Regions from separate parts of the Mus musculus genome. Here all the other regions are linked to region 2. The links are chromatin contacts, called in public Micro-C and promoter capture Hi-C maps. All regions are on one chromosome and are shown on one strand. The core of a region is the stretch at or near the end of the contact, and the rest is flanking DNA. Distances in the headings are between cores, read along the strand shown.

The links. Promoter capture Hi-C pulls out the DNA fragments that hold promoters and counts their contacts. A called contact is a pair of places that touch in the nucleus more often than the background predicts.
Region 1: a contact with region 2 is called in a promoter capture Hi-C map of liver, with 3 times the contacts expected there. The contact joins the enhancer-like site here to the promoter of Eml5 in region 2. A contact is called at or near these places in 5 of 39 promoter capture datasets (the 3T3-L1 cell line, embryonic stem cells, liver and 1 more), 1 of 484 Hi-C or Micro-C datasets (embryonic stem cells) and 5 of 115 datasets of contacts at active chromatin or transcription factors (embryonic basal ganglia, embryonic forebrain, embryonic midbrain and 2 more).
Region 3: a Micro-C map of embryonic stem cells shows a contact between it and region 2, with 4 times the contacts expected there. The contact joins the promoter of 1700064M15Rik here to the promoter of Eml5 in region 2. A contact is called at or near these places in 2 of 39 promoter capture datasets (the 3T3-L1 cell line and pre-B cells), 1 of 484 Hi-C or Micro-C datasets (embryonic stem cells) and 2 of 115 datasets of contacts at active chromatin or transcription factors (astrocytes and embryonic stem cells).

Annotation. Positions count from the first base shown.
Region 1 is chr12:99,559,520-99,562,708 of GRCm38.p6, reverse strand. It overlaps a transcript of Foxn3 not described here. Among named protein-coding and RNA genes, the nearest start is that of Gm26839, 2.7 kb to the left of the region's middle. Within about 2 kb of position 1,773, at least 57 of the 459 cell types and tissues checked have an H3K27ac peak or open chromatin away from gene starts, as enhancers often do. A contact at or near this core is called in liver and memory CD8 T cells, where this site is marked.
Region 2 is chr12:98,899,776-98,902,848 of GRCm38.p6, reverse strand. It overlaps Eml5 (echinoderm microtubule associated protein like 5), which reads left to right and starts at 1,365. Exons shown (of 44, transcript NM_001081191.1): 1 at 1,365-2,017. The coding sequence starts at 1,821.
Region 3 is chr12:99,626,532-99,629,525 of GRCm38.p6, reverse strand. 1700064M15Rik (RIKEN cDNA 1700064M15 gene) reads left to right here and starts at 1,552. Exons shown (of 2, transcript NR_045288.2): 1 at 1,552-1,920.

The DNA of each region.
Region 1 (3,189 bases), core at 524-3,023, 660 kb before region 2:
GGGAACGCGGTCTTTCTTGGGAGCTTTTAATCGTGGGGGTTATTAATTTATTTAATTTATTAGTTTCAATTGGTTGGGCTCCGGGAGCCTTCCGTCACCAGGTTATGCTAGCGTTGGGACACAGGATTGCGAAGGCGAAACTGCCAGCCCGGAAAGGACTGGACCGGGCTGGTGGAAGCTCCCCGTGGCGCTGTTGTAGGCTGGGTGCTACCGGCTCATTGAGGAAAATGGGGATGGCTCTCGGAGCTGAGGAAGACATCAGTATTTCCCTTTTGTTCCCTGTTTTTTCCATTGATCTCCAGCTCTGCCTTAGCCAGGGGGAGCAGCTCTGAGGGTGCAGAGAGCCCTGAAGACTGCACGAATGTCTGGAGCCCGCTCTAACTCTCACACTGATTGGTCAGTCTGATGGGGACTTAGGAAAACAGTCACCCGAAACCGTCTTTTAAAACCTCGTCTTAATTTCAGATCTGCCGGCTTGTACATGGGTTCCTGCCTGGTTTCTCTTTTGATCTGGGTGCATCTGGCTCGCTCTGGGTGTCTTTATCTTTAATTTTGTGTTGTTGTTTCTATCCAGATAAAGTAGGCCATTTTGGTGACAAATTTCTCTGCAGATGTCAGCTTCTAGCTCGCACTGATAGATGTGGGGCTTCACAGTGATTTCTCTCCATAAGTTGTAGGATGCAAAGTTGCTCAACTTGGAATTAATTTTTCCTAATTTTTTTTTCATCTGAGCATTTAAATAGCTACACCAACAGATGGAAGCTTAACTGTATCATTACTTTGATAATTTAAGTGCCTTGTGAATTAGTATGTTTCTCGCGCTAAATCTAAGTCTTTAGACAGTGGAAGGGAAAACAGACAATGAAAGGCAAGCAATCCCGATCAGCTTGCAGACTATTGCAAGAAATTGTGGCGTCTGCTTTGAGCAGAATACAATTCACATCCAAGAAGGGGCGGGGGTGGGGGGGTCTTTTACCACAGAAGGCAGAATTAGAGATAGGGGATGAAGCGGGATCTCTATAAGACAGCCTGCAGCCTCTCTGGACATCTTCATTTGAGCCTTAAAGTGCCTCATTAAAGAAGCTGGGTCCCAGAAGTTGTTAACCGTATAAACACTTTTCTGATTGGTTTAAATATTTAGACACAGGAAGTAGATGGTATCTAGTAACCCAGGAATGGAGACATGGTTGTCATAGAAACTGAGAAGTGTAACCCCACCCCACCCCCACCACACATGCATTCACTACCATGACCACCACTTAGGGGGGAAAAAAAAAGCCCTGCATGTCATCACAGATGCTTGGAGAACTTGCTGGCTTCTGTTAGCTTTCCCACAACATCTGTTGAAACCTGAGACCATGCCTGTCAAACCAAGGTCATTTTACAACAACAACCAAAAAACAGAGCCCTCTGGATTTCATAACTGTATTTTTATTGAAAATAGTTCAGGGAAGAGCCTGAAAGCCAGTGTGAGCGTTCATGCTTACTTAGCATTTTGGATCCTCTGAGTTAAGCAAGAGGAAGGCTGCAAAGAGTACATTTGAGCCATTAATTGTAGAACTATGTGTCTGCTTCTAGAGGTGTGTCTCTCCTGTTAGAACAAAAGTCCTTTTTTACAGACTTAGAGACCAGAATGCAGCCAGCGGAGGCAGGGTCATTTGGCAAAGGCGTTATGAAGTGTTTCCGGGCTTGCAAGCCGGTTCCAGGTGGAGTTGAGGTGTTTGATCATGAAGGTCTCTGGGGGGTTGGACAGGTTCCCTTGGGCTATGCCTGGTGCTCAGGGGAGCAAAGGGCAGGGTGTTCTTGGTGGCTGAGCAGGGGGAGGAGGTGCTCCTAAGTGGAGCGAGGACCATTTCCAGACTGCAAATATGACTGCCCAGTTGATTAGATGCATTTCCTCTCCCGTGAATGGAGAGCGGTGCTTTCCCGTTTTTGTTTTTGGTTTTTTTATTGAGGCTATTTTGGGTGGGTGGGGCGGTCCTCCAGGCCGTTAGCACACATATCAGCTATATCTTATTCATGGTGAGGAATACCAAGGAGAAAAGTTTAGTCACCTCCTCCAGCGCCCCCTTTTCACTCATTTTGCTAAGCAGAGAATAACCAAACATACCTCTCCTAAATTTTGACTTTGAGGTGCTTCAGTAAAACTTGTCGATATAACAATCAACACAGTGGCTAGAATTTGACCTGTTGTATCCATGACAATCTTTAAATGGTAAGGTGGTTTTTTTTTTTTTTAGTATTTATTATTATTAATTATGCTTAGGTGTATGTATCTGCATGTGGGTGTGGACACATACCAGAAGTCCTTGGAGCTGAAGTTCCGGACTGTTGTGAGCCCTCTCGTGTAGGTGCTGGGATCCGAACACAGGCCCTCTGGAAGAGACCTCTTAACTACTGAGCCATCTCTCCAGCACCCCTTTTAAAATATTTATTTATTTATTTATTTAAGGCAGGATTCCTCTGTGTAGCCCTGGCTGTCCTGGAACTCACTCTGTAGAGCAGGCTGGCCTCAAACTCACAGAGATCCACCTGCCTCTGTCTTCTAAATGCTGAGATTAAAGGTGTACACCACCCCCACCCTGCCAGACTCCTTAATTTCAAGGTCTTTATATTTGTGTTTCAAATAACTTCTCTCCATATGTGGTATATTTAGCACTGCACTGGACCCTTTTCTTAAAAAGGTTTTAAATTTTATTTAAATTGCAGTTTGGTACTTCTAAAAGAATATCACATCTCCCTTGTTTTTCTCAACTGATTGCCTCAAGGAGTGGGGGGAGAGATGAAAGAGTTCCTAAATATGTCTTAATGCTTATTTAATATCCTATATTGATGGTGTAGCAAATAGCTTAGAGCCATGTAGTGTCCATGATCCGATTACGGGTGTAGTTCACGATCCCACGTTATCAAATATTTGGTGCTCCGGGACTTGATGGCATGACTGGTCCCTCTCAGCAAAGGATTTCCTGTTGAGAAGTTATCTGCAAGTACAGCAAACTGCCATTGGCAGGAAACCTGACAGTTGCTTGTTTTTACAAACTGAAGGAAGTGAATGAGACTTGTTAGTTTCCAGAATCTACCTTGACTCGCTCCAGCCTGCCCCAGAGTTTGCTCAGTTCAAAGGAGGTGACCATGAGTTGTACGAACGATGAGCCTGCTTCAAATCACTGGCACTTCCGTGAATTTCCG
Region 2 (3,073 bases), core at 116-2,615:
CATCAGATTACCAAAGGATTATTGTTCTTTTACGTAAATGGTTCACCAGATGTTTACTTGTTGATCCATATCTGGGGTCTGGTTGCATGACTTTCAGAAAGCGGTAACACCTTGTCCAGGGTAAAGGCTTGACTGACTTCTCTGCCATGACCCTGCTAACAGATCGCATAGAGAACTGGTGAGATTTGCTTTCCTCTCTTTAGTATTCATGAATGGTTCACTTTCCAGCCACCGCTGTGCCTCCGTCATCTCTTTTGGTCTTAAGTTGTCATCTGAGGATGGCTTAATTAAGAATGTTTTTGCTTCAAACTCTACCCTTGGGTCATTAAAAATTGCAATGGAAAATATGATAATGGGAAAATAAATTATTTAAATCTAGTATTAATCTGAAGTTCTTAAATATGTACCATGGGATCTGTAAAACATTGTGTTGAAAAAAAAACTGTACAGAGAGAAATTCTTATTCTTCTACACCCTACCTCATAAAAATTATATGTAGCTAGTGATTAATATTTCACGATGTACGGCAACAAATATTTAATTTTTTCTAAGCATACATAGATGTTACATAGTCAACATCTCTTCCAGGAGTAGTCTACCTGATCACAATTATTTAGGCCATCTGATTTCACAATTACTTTAAAACATGCCCTTCTTCATTTTAATCAAGAGATAATTGCTGCTATCCAAAACAGCAGCTGAAAGATCTGCCAGCGGGGTGGGGGTGGGTGGTGGTGGGGTGCGTGGGGGGGGGGGGTGGGTTCGGAGTTTTGGTGGGGACAGTGATGCACATTTGTAATCTCAGCATTCAGGAGACAAAAACAGGAGGATTATGAGTTTGAGGCCTGTTGAACAACAGTAGTAACAAATCCAGGACTATTTATTAGGACAGTGTATCTAATGTGTCAAAAGCACATTTGCGAGGTTAGGTTTTCTTCTTGCCAAATTTCTGGACCAGAGAGCACCATGATAAGCAAACACACACGTATATGTAAGGTATGGAGGAGGCGATTAAAGAATAAAGTGAACATTCTATTCTGGTGTTATTCATTGGCATATGAAATAGCTGAGGTCTAAGGGCAAGCGGGATTCCCCAGAGATTCCTGAGCAAGCAAACCCAGCAACAGGAATCCAAATCTGGGTGGGGTAATCCAGGTCTCGCGAGGGTGGGAACGGGTGCTTAGATCTTGGTAGGGAGGACTGCGTGGGGGGGGGGGGCGGGGGGGCGGGGGGCGTTAACCACAGCCTGGTGGTGGTGAGCAGGGAGCTCTCTGATTCCGCTCTACTCCGGGAGGGGCGGGGCCACCTGAGAGGTGGGGCTAGCGCAGGGGAGGGGCGGGGCCGCGCGGCTCCGCCCTCCCGCCACTCAGCTGGGCTCGGGAGCGCGCGGCGCGGCTCCGCCGGGGCTGTGGAGGCGAGGTAGCGGCTAGACCGGAGCGCCGCAGGTGACCCGGGCGGGGAGTCCGGTGCGCGGGGCGGGCGGAGAAGAAGCGGGCTGGAGGCGCGTCCCCGTCCCCCCTCTTCGCTTGGTTGTCTTCCAGCCTAAGGCACTGGGCTGAGGGGACACGGCGAGCTCCCAGACGCGCGAGGCTCCCGGACAGCCGGCGGCGCTCGCGGCCCTCAGCATGTTCGGTGAGGCGAGGCTTTTCCTCCCGCCCGTGGGCTGAAGCGGCGGCGGCGGCTGCGGCGGCCACGCAAGCGAGATGCACCTGCCGGGCTCGGCTTAGAGGAGCGTCCGGGCCGCCAGCGGGAGAGCTTTCGTCACCCAGCCCCGGCGGCGACCGCGGGCCCGAGCCGCAGCGACGGGTGGGCGCACCGACATGGCGGCTCGGAGCGCCCCGAGCTGCCACCTGCGGCTCGAGTGGGTGTACGGCTACCGGGGCCACCAGTGCCGCAACAACCTCTACTACACGGCGGCCAAGGAGATCGTGTACTTCGTGGCGGGGGTCGGCGTGGTGTATAGTCCGCGGGAGCATCGGCAGAAGTTCTTCCGCGGCCACAGCGACGACATCATCAGGTACGGGCTCGGGGAGGCGGAGGGGTGGGGTGGGAGGGGGACCGCTGTCACCCCTGCCGAGCGCCCTCGGAGTTTGCAGCTGCCTGTCCTTCTGGAAGTCGTGGCCGTTCACGCAAAGGGGCATCACCCAGGACAGCGATGTGCATCTATCTGGTTCGGAGCCCACCCACTTACCACTCCGCTTTCCGCAGCGCCCTTTTCTAGGGGAGCGAGCCTACGGATGCTCCGCAGGCCTTCGCTTGACTGGATTTGTGACCTTTTCCGTTCCATCAACATCAGGAGTTTAGACTCCGTGATTGGTTTCTTGTTAAAAAGGAAATCTTATTTCGCTAGGGAAAGGAAACACTTGACAGAAGACTAACCCAAGCTCTGCGGTACTCAACTCTTGGCCGTAGTTATTAGTTCAGATTTCACTATCTGCAATTATCAGCAGATAGCAAAGAAACTCATGTGTTACTCGGAAGGCAATTCACTAGAGGTTAAAATTCGCACGCTGGAAGGCACTTGGAGGGTATGTCTTTTATGAGAAATAACCTTTACCACACCGATTTCCGATTCTGTTTATCTTCATCAGAGTAACCTTAAGTTTACTTTCTTATTAGTAATTTCAATCACAGGGTGACAGTATCTTGCTCTCTATTGATCTGAATCTTAACGTTGGCCGAGATGTTTGGTAAGCTGTACATATAAAGGGTAATTTTCCACATTTCAGTCGAACTCTAATGTTAAAGTTGGGAGCGTTTGAATTGATTATTGCCTCAAGCACATTTCTGTCTTCCAACAAAGCGAATGTATTACAGAAAAATTTGCAAGTGTGTTATGTTGTTGCTTCTGTGTTCTTGACCCGGGTTCTGTGAGCAGGCATATTTGTTTCTTCGTGGATGTTTCGAATTAGGCACATCAAAAATCAGTATAGTGGTTTGATGCAGCGTAAGCAAGACACTCTGGTGCTGAAACTCTACGAGATTGTTATTTTAGCTCTCTGTACATATATAAGGGGGAAGGGGACCCCAGGCAATTGGAAGGTCAGCTGGGATGGAACAAAGTAAAAGTTAA
Region 3 (2,994 bases), core at 303-2,802, 730 kb before region 2:
GTTTAATCTCACTAAATCTGTCACCAGTTAGAACCTTGAATAATTTGTGGCAGAGTGGAATAGACTTACCTTGTGGGGTGGAGGGGTGGGGGTGGCGAGATAGACTGTAATGGGTGCTATAGGTAGTCTCTTCCCATCCTGCCAGGTCCCACCCAGCCCCCGAGTGTTTAGATGCTTTACTGCTCACATCTCGGACTTCCAACTTCCGACAGAGGACTTCCTTTCTTTATTTTACAATAGTTAATTCATCCTGGCCCAGCCAAGGTCCCAGAACACTAGGTGTTTATGCTCACAAGGTTCCATGCAGCCAAAGATGGCTGCAGGGATGGAGGCGGGGCTGGGGTGAGGGAGAGAGAAAACTAACAATGGTTGTACAAGGGATACCCTTGCTGTGAAATGGATGCTTTGGGTCAAGCTGTGGCTGGATCTTCACCTTAAATTATTACTCTTTAGCTTGGCTCCTCACCACTCCCCCTATAATAGTTTCTGCTGGAAGCACTTCCTTAATAAATAGCTTGCACACATATCCATGACAACCCAACAGTTCCCTAGGAAAAATAAATAAATGATAAATAGGTAAACTTTGTGGACATAGTTTAGTAGAAAACAATTTTTTACACCCCTCCTTCCAAGGATCTACCCCAACACGGGATAACCACAACCAGCGAGTCAGTCTTTGGTTACCATTTTCTCTCTTTACTAAGAATTTCGAGTTTCTCATTGTGCCAGGAGTACTTTACAGACAGGGACATCTGCAAATTATCAGGGATGCATCCCAGTGTAAACCGTTTGTCCAAAGGTATTTTGGCCATCTCTGATTTCAAGTTCTCAATCCTCTTGTCAGACCTTGTTCCAGACAGCATGTCCCAGTTGGTGTGGGTATGCGTGCTTGGACAGCAGAGAGAATGGGGGTCTAGCCAAGAGGCAGCCTAGGGGGAAATTTGAGCAATCTAAAAAAACTGGACCTCATGAGTATCCTGTCCCATCCACCCAGCTGTTTGACCTTGGCTACACTTTATGTTAAATGAATTAACTAACCTCTATATCATAAGATTTTTATTTAAAAGAATTAGATGACATACAGAAAGTGCTTTGCACATCTCCTGGTTGAACGCAAGACATGGATCCGGCTAGAGAGGAAAGAACAGTGGGTTAGGAAGCCTTCCAGGGACTTTAGGGACTTTTAAATCAGATCAAGTGAGGACAGACGAGGAGGGAGGGGAGAGGAAACAAAACAGAGGTGTTTCCTCCCCAGAAAGGGCCACATTGCTCCTGGGTCAAGGAAAGTGGACCTCATGAGGGCCAGGAAGGGGCGACTCTCTCCAAAGGAAGAAGCTCTGAGACACTGGGCCACCACGTGGCCGTCAACCCTACCCCCACCTCCACCCCCCACCTCAGTCACCACCAGGCAGAAGTAGGTGAAGGGTGGAAGCCCAGAGACCGCGCCGCGGAGGCGGACGCCCGCTGCAGGTCTCCTAGCAACGCCCGCCCCGCCCCGCCGGGCTTGGAGCGCCGGCGCCCGAGAGCGGGGACCGGCAGGCCATGGTTGCCATGGCAGCGCAGCCGCCGCGCCTGATGCTGGCGGCTTCTGCGAGAAGCTCGGGCCCTGAGCCCCGTGTGGGCGGCCCGGCGGCAGCCCCAGCTCGCCCAGAATGGCCCAGCCACCGAGTCGCCCCTCCGGCGTAGCCGGATCCCGTGCTCCGGTCCACGTCTACGGGGGCGGGTCACGGCTTGGAGACTTTCAGTTCCTGGGGACCGAGTTGATCTTCCCGGCAATGTCTAAACTCGGCAGAAACGTGCGTGCGCGCTCCCTCACGCGCACACACCAGCGGCCTTGAGGCTGTGCTTCTTTTACGCAAATGTTTTCTCCTGAAAGACTTTTTTTTTTTTAAGTCTAAGAAAGAGTATATGCAGAAAACGGTGAGGCTTCCAAATTCTGTCTTCGAAAACAACGTTGAAATAAATGATCCATTTCTTAAGGGCCATTTTAAAATCGAAAATGTCCGTATACTGGATTCTGAATCCGGACTGGCAATCTGCAGTGGGCTTCACCCGGAGAATCCGGTTAGAGGTTTTAAAATTTAAACCGTTTACACCACCCCACTCCGCCCCTTGCTAGGGCAATAGTCTCGCTAGGGCAGGAGAAGCCACTCGCATATACAAAGCTCATTCTCTGGCTTGAGAGTATTTTTAACTGAGGCGGAGTCAGTCACGTGTTTGTGATTTTAATCAAATTGACAAGGGCTCTGAACAGGAAAAGCTTGCCATCTAAATTCGAACACAACGTTAGGGACATAGTGAAGCAGCCTCTTTGGTCTTGTTTGAATCAGAGCTTTTCACATCTTAATGTTCTGCATATATTTTCCTCGATCCACTGCAACTGGAAAATTTAAATGAAAGCCTATTTCTTAGATTCATTTTTATGGTAAATGTCTCTGGGCTGAGATTATGCATATTCTCGATCAACAAGAAACCCGAGCAGCAATCACCGGGAATTGAGCACCTTGCTGATTGAGCAACACTTGAACCTGGAGGCATGAACAGCCCTAATCTCAAAGTGAAAATCCTTCACGGTATATTTCAAAAGAATATTTACAGCTAACCTTTTCCACTCCGAAGGATCATTCACTTGCAACTTTCTTACCCATCGCTTTGTCAGAGTAATCGCTTTTAAAAACTACTTTTTACCGATTTTTTTAGTTTGTAGCTGGTGAGATGATCATATAAAAAGTATTTATGGGGACGCAGATGAAATGACTCAGCAGGTAAAGGTATTTGCCGTGCGAGCCAGACAAGTCAGTAGGACCCCTGGAAGCCATATAAAGATGGAAGGAGAGGACGCAGGCCCAGGTGCATCTGTACCCACACACAGTGATGGCTGATGTCGGTGACTGAGTTTTTAAAGTATAGCCAGATATGGTGGAACATGCCTGTAACTGTAACACTGTGGGGAGGCAGAAGCAGGAAGTCCACTGCAGGTTGGAGGTCAGCCTG